Linked DNA regions of Mus musculus: all the other regions are linked to region 1. Evidence: chromatin contacts called from public ChIA-PET, Hi-C and Micro-C data. All regions are on one chromosome and are shown on one strand. The core of a region is the stretch at or near the end of the contact, and the rest is flanking DNA. Distances in the headings are between cores, read along the strand shown.

Region 1 (3,478 bases), core at 229-2,728:
GTGTGTTTTCTGTCATTGGCACGGCTGTCCCCTGCTGCTGTCCACCCCACTTTTAATCCACCCTTCAATCACCACCTCGATATCTTTCCAGCCAAAACACACACTTAAATGTAAAGAGAGGTATTTTAAAAAATCAAAAAAAGCATGTGGTCAGACAAGCTGTCCCTGGCCTTCTCCAAGGAAGAAAAAGGACACACCAGTGTTGGGGACTGGAAGATGGGCGGGGGGGGGGGGGGGGGATCAGTCAGCGGCCTAACATGCCTGGCAGGTTCTATGGTGTCTCTAGATGAACATCCCGCCTACTGACTGAAATCAATTTTAGCAATTTCAGTAGGTCGGCCGTGTGACAACAGGGGCAACCCAGAGCTCAGCGATTCAAACAAAAATCCAAAGGCTCGTCCAGAACATGCTGGGAAAACCCTCGGACAGGATGGAATGAGCCGGCTCAGAGGGATCTTCTGCTTCTATGTAGCAATGCATAATAAATTCTGTCCGCCCGGAAAAAGCACTGATGAATTTCAAAGGCATAGTATGACACGCAGAGGTTCCAGGATACAGAAATCGACAGCACGTCGCCCTTCAAAGAAGCATAATGACTTTAAAGCCTCCTTTCCCTCCTATCTCGAATGTCACCACCGCTTATCAGGGAAAAGACCGTGGAAACCCCGGGAGGGACAGCCTGGGAAATAAGAGAAAGGAGTAGCTTTAGGTCCCTTTGGTGATGGGCTGCCCTGCAAGATGCTGTCATCCAGTCATCCAGGGAAGCATGAAGGGGCCTGGGCGGTGAGCGGAAGCACCGTATACCCAGACACACACCCACCAACACGCTCGGATGCAGGCTGGTCTGGGCCAGCAGCGTAGTGCTTGCCCCCCTCCCGCCGCCCTCGGCTTAGGTGATGGAGTGGAAGGGTGTGCTGATGAATGAATACACCTGAGATGCCTCCATCCTGACACTTGCGCCCTTCTTCCTTTGGCCACTGCAGAAAAGACCCTCAGTAGTTTCACTTTCCAGCGCAAACCCACCAGGGCTCTCCCGTCTCCATCCACCCACACTGCAGCCAGGCTGAAGCGGGCGGACATTCCCTCCTAAGCAGAGGCCATGATCGCACTTACCTTCACCTACCAAAAACGAAAAGGCATAAAGAAACCTGGAATCCCCAAACCTCCCCGCGTCCTAGCAACTTTTCTTGAAGGGACGGGGAGAGGGGACACAGAGCAGCCGGGAGACACGGCTCGGCGAAGGTCCCCCGCGGCCACCCGGGGATGCTCTGGGAGAAGGGGGGCCCCCAGGTCCTTCCAACAGCTGGCCCTTTAAAAGCACCTCCTCCGCGCGCTGAACAAAGGCACCGCTCCGGGGGCCCGCTGCGCCCGCCCGGGAGCTGCCGCCGGAGAGCGCAGCCGCCGCCCGCTTACCTCGCGGGTCCCCGGCAAGGGCTTGCGCGCGTCCAGCCCGGCTCGCGCTCCACGCTACAGTCAGCCCCGCTCTGTTTTTCTGCTACTCCGAGCTGACTTCACCGACACTGGGGCCGGCCAATGGGCGGCGGCGACCAGCCCCTCATTAGCATGGCCTGGAACCGTCCACTCCGGCAGCGCCCAGGGGGCGGGGCCTGGCCGGCCGTGACAGGAAGGGGCGTGTGCGCCAATGGGGAGGCGAGGAAGAGCCCGCCGCCAAGCCTGCGTCCCTGTGAGCGGGGCGCGCGCCCGCGGGTTCCCGCGGATGTCGCGCGCGCACCCGCTAACCCTTTCTACCCTGGGCTGCCCGCGAGTGACTCCAGACGCTGGCCCTGTGGTCTCTATAAGGGTTTGCCCACAGAGAGCTTGAAAAGAACAGTAAGCGTAAAATAACAGTGTGTCCTAGCTATAAACAAATTACTTAACCCTGTGCCCTTTTGCTGATCTGTAAAATGGCACCATAATTCCTCTTGATAAAATGTAGTGAATAAAAGCTTGCCAATGGCACTGTCAGTCTGATTATATTCTACCAGACAGTTGCCTAATGCTCCCTATTTTCTCATTTGATTTTCCCAGCCTTGTGAAAAAGACGTTGTTACTAGTTTCTCGTTTTAGTCTTTATTTATTTATTTATTTATTTATTTATTTATTTATTTATTTATTTTTGGACAGGCGGCTCACGTATTCTAGCGCGGCCTCAAACTCACCGTGCAGCCAAAGATGATCCTTAATCCCACCTTCTGGGATTAGAGGCTGCCCCACATACTCACACCCCAGGCCAACCTCCTGACTCAGCCTCTAGAGCGGATTATTGGCTGCACCACTCTGCAAATTGGGGAGAAAAGAGTTTATTTGGCTTACACTTCCACAACACTGCTCCCCATTGAAGGAAGTCAGGACAGGAACTCAAACAGGGCAGGAGTCAGGAAGCTGATACAGAGGGATACCGCATACTGGCTTGCTCTCCATGGCTTGCTTAGTCTGTTTTCATATAGAATCCAAGACCATGAGCTCAGGATGGCCCATCCACAATGGGTTGGAACCTCCCCCATCAGTCACTAATTTTAAAAATGCCCTACAGGCTTGCCTACAGCCCCATCTTACGGAGGCATTTTCTTAATTGTGGTTCCCTCCCCTCAGATGACCTTAGCCTGTGTCAAGTTGACTTACAACTTTCCAACACAACAGAATAGTCACCTGAGCACAATTAATTCTTTTCTGCTATCTTGGGCAAGAATCTTCAGCCCAACTGTGTTCCTAGTTAGCAGGCTGTGTGGTGGGGTAAGAATAGGACCTAGTGACTGCACAGGCAAGGGGAACCCTGTCTGTAAAGGTTGTTAGATGTCAGGGAACAGTGACAGGTCCTGGCTGAGCACCTGCTGTCCTCAATTCTGTTGTCTGTGTATTTTAATTGAAGACTTCTAGCTGTCTGGGAGCTCGTGCTATAACCAAGGAAACAAGAAGCCTCCAGAGAACCCGGGGTCCCTCAGCACAGGGCTCTGCCTCGCCCAGACCTCATCCTGTTGCTTTGTAAAACACACTTCCCAGGCTCTGCTGTTACCTTATGCTACAGTCTGGACAAACAGCTCTCTGGTCTATAAAATAATAAAGCAGCAAGTATGAATGTGCCTGTATTAACAGTGCACTGTTGCACCAGGGCTGTGAGCTTTATATGCACCGCTACACATCTAACAACAACATAGCTAAAGGCACAGTGATACTAGGAGATTAGCCAAAGAGGTAGGAAATAGAAGGCAGAGAAACTGAGAGTTATCTACCTACCAAATCCAGGCAACAAGGTTTAGAACACACACACACACACACACACACACACACACACACACACACACACACAATGTCAGAACAACTCAATGTTCCGTTTGGGGCTGGAGAGATGACTCAGTGGTTAAGAGCACTGACTCTTCTTCCAGAGGTCCAGGGTTCAATTCCCAGCATCCACATGTTAGCTCACAACCGTCTGTATGTAATGGGATCTGATGCCCTCTTCTGTTGTGTCTGAAGACAA
Region 2 (3,337 bases), core at 243-2,742, 260 kb before region 1:
ACCCTGTCTCCAAAAGGACAAGTGTGGGTGAGAATAGGGAGGGCAGATCAAATGAATCACAGACAGACATTACCTTCACAGAGAGGATTCCTACAATATATTTAGAGTGTTCACAACACATTGCTCACACAGATTAGATGAGCAAGCATCTATCTGACAACATTTTAAAGACAGGACTAAAGAGAAGTTGTGAGTGGTTCACACTCACGTAGCTAAAAGCTTATGCCTAGTTTTAATATAGAACCCCTCATAGGAAATTCTAGCCTTTCTTGCTTCAGTGTAATAGTGTGGCAGAGACTCTAAGAAGCACATCTGCCATATCCTTCTTTCTACACAAAGAACTGGAGTGCCACAAAGCCCTGTTGGCCAGGTGCCTCCCAGGCATGCAACAACAGTTTCACTACTCTGCACTGAGCTGGGGCCCAGAGCCCCACCCATTATCAAACATGCCAATCATAAGACAGAATTGAGAAGGGCTGCCGAGGTCCTAGATCTCACTGCTGGAAAGTTCCTGTCCTAAACTGTGGACTCTACCACACACCATAACAAACCTCAATTCTAACAGTGGCCACTATTAATAAGACTTACTGTATGTCAAGGACAATCTAAGTGGTTAGAAAAGTTGGCTTATGATCTTCTCATGATGCCACAGGTAGGCAATGTTATTTGCATCATTGAAGATGAGGAAATGGAGGAACAAGGGTTAAGCCACTTGCTCAAGGTGACTCAGCTTGTGAGGAGCAAGCCACAGCAGGCTCCAGGATCCGCTACATCACTGTCTATCCTAATTTTCTTAGCAGCCATCAAATTCCATCAGAATCAGCTCATGATAGAGTCAGCCTCAATTTCTAAATAAAAAAAACTGAATTTGATACTTCCCTCCAAAAAACCAGACCCATTATTTAAGTAGACATCCTCCAAATTCCCTCAGTCAGTTCCCCCACCAGAGCACAAAACTGTTGCTATAAAAAGTAGTGTGGCTTAGGTGCAACAATGTATATTTAAAAAAGAATGTCTTGTTGGCTTCTGTAGCAGTCAAGTTGAATGCATTCTTGGGCCCATCCCCTTCCCCTTACCTGAAGGCTGGCACCCTGCACATCAACTCTACACTCTATGATCATAAGGCACCTTCAGACCCTATTAGATTCCCTGCTCCCACCCAGGGTCAGCTCTTTTTGTGTTTTTATTTACATCCCAAACACTGCTCCCCCCACCTCCCAGAGCCTCTCCTTCCATCCCCACTCCAACCGAAGAGCATACACAGGCTGGAGAAGGCCCCCAGCAAACAGGTAGTAGAGAGCTGCCTTGCCTGGCCTCAGTAGAAGAGGATGGGCCTAATCCTGCAGAGACTTGATGCACCAGAGTGGGGGAGGAAATAGCCTGGGGGCCCCACCCTGCTACGATTTTTAACTTTCACTTCAGAGTCGTGCAAAACAGAACTGTGACATAGCTCTCCCTCATTCTTCAATGAGGCACATTCACAGAGCCAGCTGCCTGACCCTGACCACAAGTAAGAGCTATGCCCCTCCTCTGTGACACTGGTACACTTCCTCCTCCCCCAGGCTTCCTTTCGCTCTCACTCTCTCCACATCTTACTGCACACATCTCCATGTATTCTGAAAGACTAGTAGCTTGTTGGTTAAGTTGTGACTTCTAGAGGCAGGGGACCAGGACTTGATAGCCTTACCTTGGGATTTAGCACCTCTGTGTGCCTAGCTCTTCAAGACAGATAAAGACAGCAGCCCTGACATCTGAAGGCTACTGTGAGGGTTGCCGAAATGACTCAAAACAGAGCAAGCACTCACAACTAAAGAAATGGGAATTCCAGGAGCCACATTCTATGAAAAGGGCTGAGCCTGCCACCTAGAAGCACGCAGTCCCTGGAGAGACAGGCAGATGATAAATGTTGCGCTAGAAGCTATAATGCAACCAAAAGCTAATGATGGGGGCAGGAGAGATGGTTCCGTGGTTAATACTGCTTACAGAACAAGCATAAAGATGTGAGTTTGGATGCCAGCACCTGTGTAACAAGATGGGCAGGGTCTTCCTGTGAACCTGAAACCCCAGCACTGTAGGGAGAAGAGGTAATACAGAGGCAAGAAGATGGCTGGTGCGTGCTGGCTGTCCTAGGATGGGAAAGGATAAACTCCAGGTTCAGGGAGAGACCCTGCCTCAAAAGAATACATGATGTCTTCCTCTGTCCTTGTACTTGCGTATCCATGTACGTACACCCCCCTACACATACATGCATGCAAGGAGTCAGAATAGAGCAGGCTAAGCCTCACACATAGTATGTGGACGGCACCAGTGAAACCCAGGACACAAAGGAAGGAAAAGGGATATGACATTGGAGATACAGAACAGGCTGTGAACCCTATATCTTTATCTAAAAATAACAATGAATAATAATGTCCTCACAGTATTCACTGTCTAGTTCCTGCAAAGAGACGACTAGAGACCATTAGCCATGCTGAGGTTCAAAGGGCCTCACTGGACAGACACTTTCTGGTTTAGTCAGGATTGCTGAGATGAAACACCACGACCGAAAAAGCAAGTTGGGGAGGAAAGAGTTTATTTGGATTACACTTCCACATTGTAGTCTGTCACTGAAGGAAGTCAGGACAGGAACTCGAACAGGGCAGGAACCTGGAGGCAGGAGATGATGCAGAGGCTGTGGAAGGATGCTGCTTACTGGGTTGCTCTTCATGATTTGCTCAGCCTGCTTTCTTATAGAACCCAGGACCACCAGCCCAGGGATGGCCCCACCCACCATGAACTGGGCCCTCCTCCAGTCACTAATTAAGAAAATGCCCTACATGCTTGCCAACAGCCAGTTCTTATAGAGGCATTTTCTTAATTGAGGTTCTCTCCTCTCGGATGACTTCAGCTTGTGTCAAGTCGATGTGAAAGTAGTCAGCACACTTTCAAATGACAGTTCAAACATTCCAGGGCTTACCCAATCAGCCCCTAGCCCAGCCATGCCCTAGTGGAACGGTTCTCAACCTGTGGATGGTGACCCCTTTGGGGGTTGAACAACCCTTTCACAGGGTTTATATGTCAGATATACTGCATATCAGCTATTTACATTACAATTCATACAAGTGGCAAAATTACAGTTATGAAGTAGCAATAGAATAATTTTATGATCGGGGGTCACCACAACATGCATTAAAGGGTCATAGCATTAGAAAGGTTGAGAACCACTGCCTTAATGGATCTCTAGAGGGTCCTACTTAAGATCCAAGTCCTACCAGCAGCTGAACGCATGTGCTCCTTTAACGCTCTGCATTGGAAACTGAGAGCTGAGCTCGTCGGATGAATCTGATTCACAATCAAA
Region 3 (3,302 bases), core at 628-3,127, 380 kb after region 1:
GTTCTAAAATCTTTTTATTTTTTGAGCTATTACCCAGCGTTTGTTCATTTGCAGTTTTAGAGTCTATCTCCTCTTCCTTTCTGTTTCACTCCTTTTGTTATTAACTTCAGTGTTCAGAACTTTAAAAGAGCAAAGAGTAAGAGTTTGATAAAAATGAAAAAACTGGACAAGGAAAAGAGAGAGAGTTCACCAACATTCTAGCTTATTTAGCATGCAATGAAAACTTTGAGTCTTCTAGAATTAAACACAGGTTTTCAAGGTGAACATAGATGCAAAAATAAAGTTTTATGAGAATACTACAGAACATGATGATGCATCATTTTTGTCATGTAAATTATAAAAGCTATAACAAAACTAACTACTCACAGTCCAAAACAACTTTTTTTTTTCCTATTAAAAAACAAACAGGCTTTTCTCCACTTCTCTCCTCAGCAATGTGTGTCCTCTTTTCTGGAACAATGAAAATATTGTGTTAAGGAGAAAATCTACCAGCACTCAGGAAACAGAGGCAGGCAGAGCTTTGTAAGCTGGAGGCCAGCCTGGTCTACAAATTGAGTTCCAGGACAGCCAGGGCTCTGTTACACTGTCTCAGGGCCTGTTACCCTGCCCCCCCCCAAAGAAAATCTATTTTGCAAACATCATTATAGATTATAAATATGCCCTTTTGATATTAATAGATTTCACCTTCACTTTTATAGTTATGTTTGTACTTCTTGTGTGAATTTCAGCTTGCCGCTTCTAGGAGGACTGTTGTACAAACCACCCAAAACTAAGGGTTCTCCGTGTGTGTTTTATTCCTTTCTTTTTCTTTTTCTTTTTCTTTTTCTTTTTTTTAATTTAAAGGGTAAAGTCCGTGTGGCACAGGTCAATGCGTTCAAAAGCATATCCTAAGAAAGTGGAAAATTCTTAACAGTTTTAAAATTGGTTTTAAGAAAAATTTGTGCGTGTCAGGAGTTATTTGGGTTACCCCTTGCCCCCACGCATCCCCCCCCCCAAAAAAAAAAACTACGGCCCACAGTTGAAGCCAAAATTCTCAGATTCGATCTTTTATATTTTGCTATATCCCTCCGCCTCGAGTTTTTGACGGCGGCAGTTTCCACAGTGCTTCCACGTGTGTTTTTTGTCCTTTTTTTCTTTTAAGGGAGGTAATTATTTACCAAGTGAGATTAGTAGGCTTCTGAAACGTTCTGAAAGAGAGGAGCCACATTTGGACTTTGTACGACTCTTGTGTGGGGTGGGGAAGGATTCTTTTCTTGGGGGCAAGGATTCCATTTTTGAGTCTGTGAGGGGCGTGCGAGGGTTTTCCTTCGCTGAGAGGACTTCCTTCGCTCAGACGAGTCCTCCGTGCCGTGGGAGGAGGTCGTGTCGCGGCGGGAGAGAAGAGTGTCCCTCACAGGTAGCCTGTGCGTGGGGCTGCTCTGGAGCTCAGGGTTGGCTCCCTTGTGGGCCAGAGCTTTGGGTAGCAGCTTCGTCCAACCACTGGGACGTCAAAGGGATACCACAACTCGCGTGATCCGAGTAAGTACAGGGAACACGCCATTTGCTAAGATGGGGGCTGCCTAAAACCTCTGGGTTGAGGCCATTTCCTGTCAACCAAGGCTTGCCAAGCACACCAGTTCCTGCTTCTGGTGTCTACTTGGGAAAGGACGGTAGCCATTTTCCCCGTTCTTCCCCCCGCAGTAGGATCCCCGCGGCTGGTGAGTAGACGGGGGGCGGTGAGGCGGGACGCAGGGAGGCGCCGTATGACGAGGTCAGCCGTGGACTCAGCGCCATGGCCTACTCTCGGGAGGCTGAGGCGGGGGCCCTTCCGGCCGCCGTTCCCTTCCGCTCGCCTCAGGTGCAGCGCGGATCCCTCCGCCGCAGCGTGCGCTGCCGGCAGCGCGGCGCTCGGCTTTCCGGCAGTACCCGGATGGAGGGGTAATGGCCGCCATCTGGGACTCGCAGGCAATGGGGACCACGGCAGGTATTCCCTGTGTGCGGAGCCGCCAAGACCAGTTAGGATGTCGGGACGCACAGAGAGACGGCAAGGGGCCAAGGGCGAAATCGTGGGGTGCTAGGGTTCCCCCCAAATGGTCTTGGGGGGGATCCGCCTCTTGCGCTAGGAAGCTCATGTTAAATAGTCCCGTCCATTCAGCGCTTCCGGCCAACTTGCCGCAAAGTTTTCTAGAGAAGTCCTTGGTTTCTAACCCGGGGCTCTTGCTAGCTCTTAGGGCTGGTCATTGTCGTCTCGGCTTGGGCTGGTTGTAAGTTTGTCCCTAAGAACTCCCCCACGGTCTCAGAGCCTAGGACTTGGGCGCGCGCGCACGGCGCGGCGACAGTGTACATCCGCGCGCCCGAGGGGCAGCGGAACTCCGGGGAAAGGGGCGGATCGGGCGCGGCGTTTTGGGGGCGATGCGGGGGCGTTTGGCGCGCGAAGCCATCGCTCGTCGGGTTCCGCGCCCGGTGGAGACGGGCTGGGCAGCCCTCAGTCCGCACCCCTCGAGCTGTAGGTTCGCGGGCCCGCCTCGACGGCATCCCTACTATGGGCCCAGTCTATGGCTATTGGGGGTTCTTCCTTGCAGAGACTCCCCGCTCTCTTGGCGCACGCACTGCGCGCCCTCAGAGTTGGGCAAGAAAGTGGTCCTCTTGTAGACTGCCCCCACCACCACCACACCCAGTGGCATATGGATTTCTTTGTCACGGGCTTTTTTTTTTTTTTTCCCCACTTGTAGGGTCCATCTTGAATCTGTTCTTAACATGGTGTCCTCTTTGTTAAGTGGGTAGTATCTTGAGTTAGATGGCTTTGGTAACTCAAAAGTATTGGGTCTGAATGCATAGATGATGTGATTTAACTCTTATCTAGACCAATGGAACAGATGCAACTTCAAAGTTTAGAAAACAAAAGTTAAGGGTCAGTTTTCGCTTCAGGTTTAAATTTGGGTTATTTTAGTTTTTGTAAATTATTTTTTTCAAAAGTCTTGAAAATGGGGAAAGGGGTCAGTTTTTGAGGAATTCATGAGAATGTTGAACTGTCTGTGATTATCTCAGGGATGTAATGTAAAAACAACTCACAGCGTGGTTAATTTGAAAGTCTGGTTTTCTTAAGGCACATTTTACTAATAATAATTGAATTGCTTTTTTTCCCAGCAAAACAGGTCTGATTTGAGTGTGCTCTAAAGTTTGTATGGTCAGAATGAATAGAGAGACTTGCTGAAATTCCCTAACATTTTTAAAGTTATAGCTGCAGATCTGTTAATTATCCTTCAACAAAGCTGTATTTTTCTTTAGAAAGTCAAAAGGGGCAATTCGTACTAGCACTTGAG
Region 4 (3,632 bases), core at 895-3,394, 350 kb after region 1:
TCTGGAGTCAGGAAACAGAGCTGCCAGGCGAAGTTAGGCTCATCAACTCGGTGTGCTGCTCCTCTCCAGTTCCATTTCCCCCTCAGGGAGTCTCTCAGGAAGGGAGAGGCTTCTAAGAACTTCCCTCTTCACCACAGTCTTTCTTTGCTGGTGAAACTGAGTGACTCAAACTCAGGTAAGAATTGTGGAGAAGTATGAGACACACAGAAATTTTGATGTCTGAGGGAAATCGTATATTACTTATTTTCCTCATTGTGCTGAAGGAACCCTAACAAAGCAGCTTAAGGAAAGAGTTGTTTACTATGGCTCACAATCTGAGGCCACAATAAAGACTGGCAGCAGGCACCTGCAGAGGCTGGTCACAGCAGGTGCCCAGTCAAGAAGCAGAGAGAGATTCAGCTGTTCAGTTCTCTTTCTATTGAATCAGTCTAGGAACCCTGCTATTGATGGCACCACCCACAGATATGAAGTTTGTATCTTAAGCGACCCTGGATCGCATCAAGTTTGTAATATCAATCATCACAAAGGGGGAAAGGTTACTGGGATCCTTTCAATTATATAGAAGAGCAAAGTTAATATAGAAGAACATACATAAGTGACAGGGAAAGATCTGTTGCACAAAGAAATTAGAAATGTTCTCAAGTGAGATCAGAGGGACCCAATTCCCCCTATGGGGGAACACTGTTAAGTACTGTTGAGAATATTAACTTCACTGGTAGATCTTTATCCTAAGAATCCTTTAAAAGTTTTTTCTTTCAAGTAGCCAAACTGTTGGGAACAGTTAGTTATACCAGCCACTTGATTGACAGCTGCTTCAAACAGGGAACTATAGAACAAACAGTTCTTTCCTAAGCTACACACTGGATTTCCATCATGGCAACCTAGCCATTTTGAGCAGTGAACAAGTCTTGGATCCCTTGAGAGGATCTCTATTCCGCTGCAAAGCCTGCTGCCACCATGGCTGTTGCTGAAAGTATCGACTTCAGTTGCAGGAGGCTTTGCTTTAACCTTAGCAGTTCCAGGGAGCTTGTCCTGGCTCCAGGAGACTTCATGCAGCTGTGACATGCCCTTTGTGACTCCCAGATGACCCTGCCCATCTTGTAGCTCTTCTCATTAGGAACCCGGAGGAGTGCTCCCTTGAGTGACCCAGGAAAAGGTCATGATTGGTACACATTTAAGACTTGAGACTGTTGGACCTAGAAGCTATGCACAAGCATGCCACACCCTTCTTCTGATTATACAATCAATGTGTTTTTTCAGACTCCCTGGGTCAGTCCAGGAGGCTCCTCCCCAGGCACTGCCTCCCCTCCCATGCTACTTCAACATGAAGTCCCAGTCAAAGCATCTTTCAAATGGTCTTTATCGTGGGTAGAGTGGGCTGGCAGGTAGCACAAACCATAAACAAAATTCTGGCTAGTAGATGTAGACAGTTGCATCAAAGAAACTCCCTGGAGCCCACTGGTCAGTCAGTCTAGCTGAATCAGTGAGCTCCAAGTTCAGTGAGGGACCCTGTCTCAAAAAATAAGGTGGAGAGTGCCTGAGAAAGACAAGTGACTTCCATCTCTGCTTTTATACTCATGCACACCACTATGCACACACACACATGAACATGTACAACACACACACACACACACACACACACACACACACACACGGGCATGCACGCGCGTGCGTGCACAAGCACTCACACACCCACACAGAAATTTAGAGACAGTGTGCTTTCTGTGTATGTGCCTGCACTTGCATGCGCACATGCTGAGTGTGACCTTGGGCGTCATTTTCCCCAGGTGCTGTCCACATTGTTTTTAGAGATAGGATCTCTCAGTCGCAAAAGAATCACAAAGCAGGAGAGAAGCCTGGCCAGTAAGTCCCAGGTATCTGTTTGTCTCCCCCGCCCCGCCCCCGCCCCCACCAGTCCTGAGATGACAAATATCCAGCACCATACCTAGGCTTTTCCATGTCCTCACCCTTACAAGGTAAGAACTATTTGCTTGTTTGTTTTTAACCAACTGTACTATAGCATTTTAAAACCATCCCTCCAGGAGGTAGGTAGAAACTCAGGAGACTAGAAGGTAAACGGAAAGTCACATGTCTGGAAGGACAGAAACTTGAGTCTCAAGGACCCTCCTACCGCAGAAACAAGGGAGAAAACAACTGTGGAAAGGAGTCTCCCTCTCTCCAGCATTCAAGCAGCTGTGCCGGGCTCTGCAGCTTCCCTCGGTCCTTACTTTTCTGTGCAGCAGCTGCTTTGGAGTCACCCCTGCTCCCTGTAAGTAACCCCTCACCCACACTCCTGTCAAAAGCCCCAGCAAAAGCGCATTGCTTCACCAAATTGTATATTGTTGTAATCGTTAATGCAGTCTGTTATGAGTTCCCTTTCTGGAGTGAGTCCATGCCTGTGTTTAAATACAAGTGTGAGTGTGTGTGTGTGTGTGTGTGTGTGTGTGTGTGTGTGTGTGTTGTGTCTGCCCAGGAAAAGTCTCTCATATGCAACCAATTGCACTATCTCCCAAGCCCAGTGTTTGCTCTCTTAATGCAACAACAACAAAAATAGCATGCCGATTTCTGCCTCTTCCCCTTCCCCCACCCCACTTTTTTAGTACCAGTGTTAAAGCTAGGAACTGAGACATGCTTGACAAGTGGGGGGGGGGGGAGAAGGAGAGGGAGAGGGAGAGGGAGAGGGAGAGGGAGAGGGAGAGGGAGAGGGAGAGGGAGAGGGAGAGGGAGAGGGAGAGGGAGAGGGAGAGGGAGAGGGAGAGGGAGAGGGAGAGGGAGAGGGAGGAGAGACTTTTTAAATTGTCTGAAGTGGCTTTCAAATAACCTTGAACTTGCAATCCTCCTGTTGTAGCCTCTGAAAAGCTAGGGTTAAAAGTTCGTGCTACTAAGCCCGGTTACTTTTGCATTTTAAAAGAATATATTTAGTTTCATTTTGTTTACATTTGTGTTTTCTCTGTGTCTGTGAGGAAGTCAGATCTCCTGGAACAGGAGTTACAGGTAGTTGTGCCCTGTCATGTGGGTGCTGGGAATTGAACCCGGGTCCCCTGGGAAGAGTAGTCTGTGCTCTTAACTGCTGAGCCACCTCTCCAGCCTTACTTTTGCACTTTTGGTATACTGTACTCTATATAAAATTAAAGCCAAGTGTAACCTTTTAAAAATGCATTTGTAATATGAAGATTTGCTTAATTAATTTAGCGATTTAGGAGGGGGTATCTTTCAGACAAGACCCCTTTCTATTGTTGCTAAGGCTGACCTCAAATCCCTGATCTTCCTCCCTCCTCCTCATTCATGCTGGCATTACAGGCTTGTGCCAGCATGTTTTCAGTTGGCAAATGTTTACCTAGAACTTACTGCATGCATGCTAGGCATTGTGCTAATGCCTGACTGTGAGAATGATAGAAATGGTTCCTACTATCCTGTTACCACAGAGCTTCTATTTTTATTTTTGGGACAGAGTCTTGTTATATAATGAAGGCTAGTCTGACGGCCCATCTCTGCCTCTCAAGAACTGAAGTTACAGGCCTGCAGCACTATGCCCAGCAAGAGCTTTTTCTTTTTTAACCTTGAATTCTATATATCAAAACCACACAACACAGAAATAAAAGGCTATAAAGATATATAATTAAGATGGGAAA

Evidence for each region. Hi-C and Micro-C count contacts between places; a contact is called where the count stands out from the background. ChIA-PET counts read pairs in DNA pulled down with a chosen protein or histone mark.
Region 2: a contact with region 1 is called in an RNA polymerase II ChIA-PET map of memory CD8 T cells, with 44 read pairs. The contact joins the enhancer-like site here to the promoter of Sorbs1 in region 1. A contact is called at or near these places in 4 of 39 promoter capture datasets (cranial neural crest, frontonasal cranial neural crest, maxillary cranial neural crest and 1 more), 6 of 484 Hi-C or Micro-C datasets (CD4 T cells, CD8 T cells, LSK cells and 3 more), 4 of 115 datasets of contacts at active chromatin or transcription factors (effector CD8 T cells, epiblast stem cells, memory CD8 T cells and 1 more) and 2 of 9 other capture datasets (adipose tissue and liver).
Region 3: a contact with region 1 is called in a Hi-C map of rod photoreceptor, with 4 times the contacts expected there. The contact joins the promoter of Zfp518a here to the promoter of Sorbs1 in region 1. A contact is called at or near these places in 1 of 39 promoter capture datasets (second pharyngeal arch cranial neural crest), 3 of 484 Hi-C or Micro-C datasets (CD4 T cells, embryonic stem cells and rod photoreceptor), 3 of 115 datasets of contacts at active chromatin or transcription factors (effector CD8 T cells, memory CD8 T cells and regulatory T cells) and 2 of 9 other capture datasets (liver and pancreatic islet).
Region 4: a Micro-C map of embryonic stem cells shows a contact between it and region 1, with 3 times the contacts expected there. The contact joins the promoter of E030044B06Rik here to the promoter of Sorbs1 in region 1. A contact is called at or near these places in 2 of 39 promoter capture datasets (cranial neural crest and second pharyngeal arch cranial neural crest) and 1 of 484 Hi-C or Micro-C datasets (embryonic stem cells).

The regions. Positions count from the first base shown.
Region 1 is chr19:40,512,258-40,515,735 of GRCm38.p6, forward strand. It overlaps Sorbs1 (sorbin and SH3 domain containing 1), which reads right to left and starts at 1,479. Exons shown (of 29, transcript NM_178362.1): 1 at 1,114-1,479.
Region 2 is chr19:40,256,154-40,259,490 of GRCm38.p6, forward strand. The region is part of intron 1 of Pdlim1 (PDZ and LIM domain 1 (elfin)); the gene reads right to left. Among named protein-coding and RNA genes, the nearest start is that of Gm41845, 14 kb to the right of the region's middle. Within about 2 kb of position 1,493, at least 125 of the 459 cell types and tissues checked have an H3K27ac peak or open chromatin away from gene starts, as enhancers often do. A contact at or near this core is called in CD8 T cells, LSK cells, Th1 cells and 5 more, where this site is marked.
Region 3 is chr19:40,892,828-40,896,129 of GRCm38.p6, forward strand. Zfp518a (zinc finger protein 518A) reads left to right here and starts at 1,878. Exons shown (of 5, transcript NM_028319.1): 1 at 1,878-1,963. Mir8092 (microRNA 8092) reads left to right here and starts at 1,876; the gene lies at 1,876-1,962.
Region 4 is chr19:40,866,172-40,869,803 of GRCm38.p6, forward strand. It overlaps E030044B06Rik (RIKEN cDNA E030044B06 gene), which reads left to right and starts at 2,145. Exons shown (of 5, transcript NR_045343.1): 1 at 2,145-2,269. LOC108168428 (a long non-coding RNA gene) reads left to right here and starts at 1,793. Exons shown (of 3, transcript XR_001782722.1): 1 at 1,793-1,976.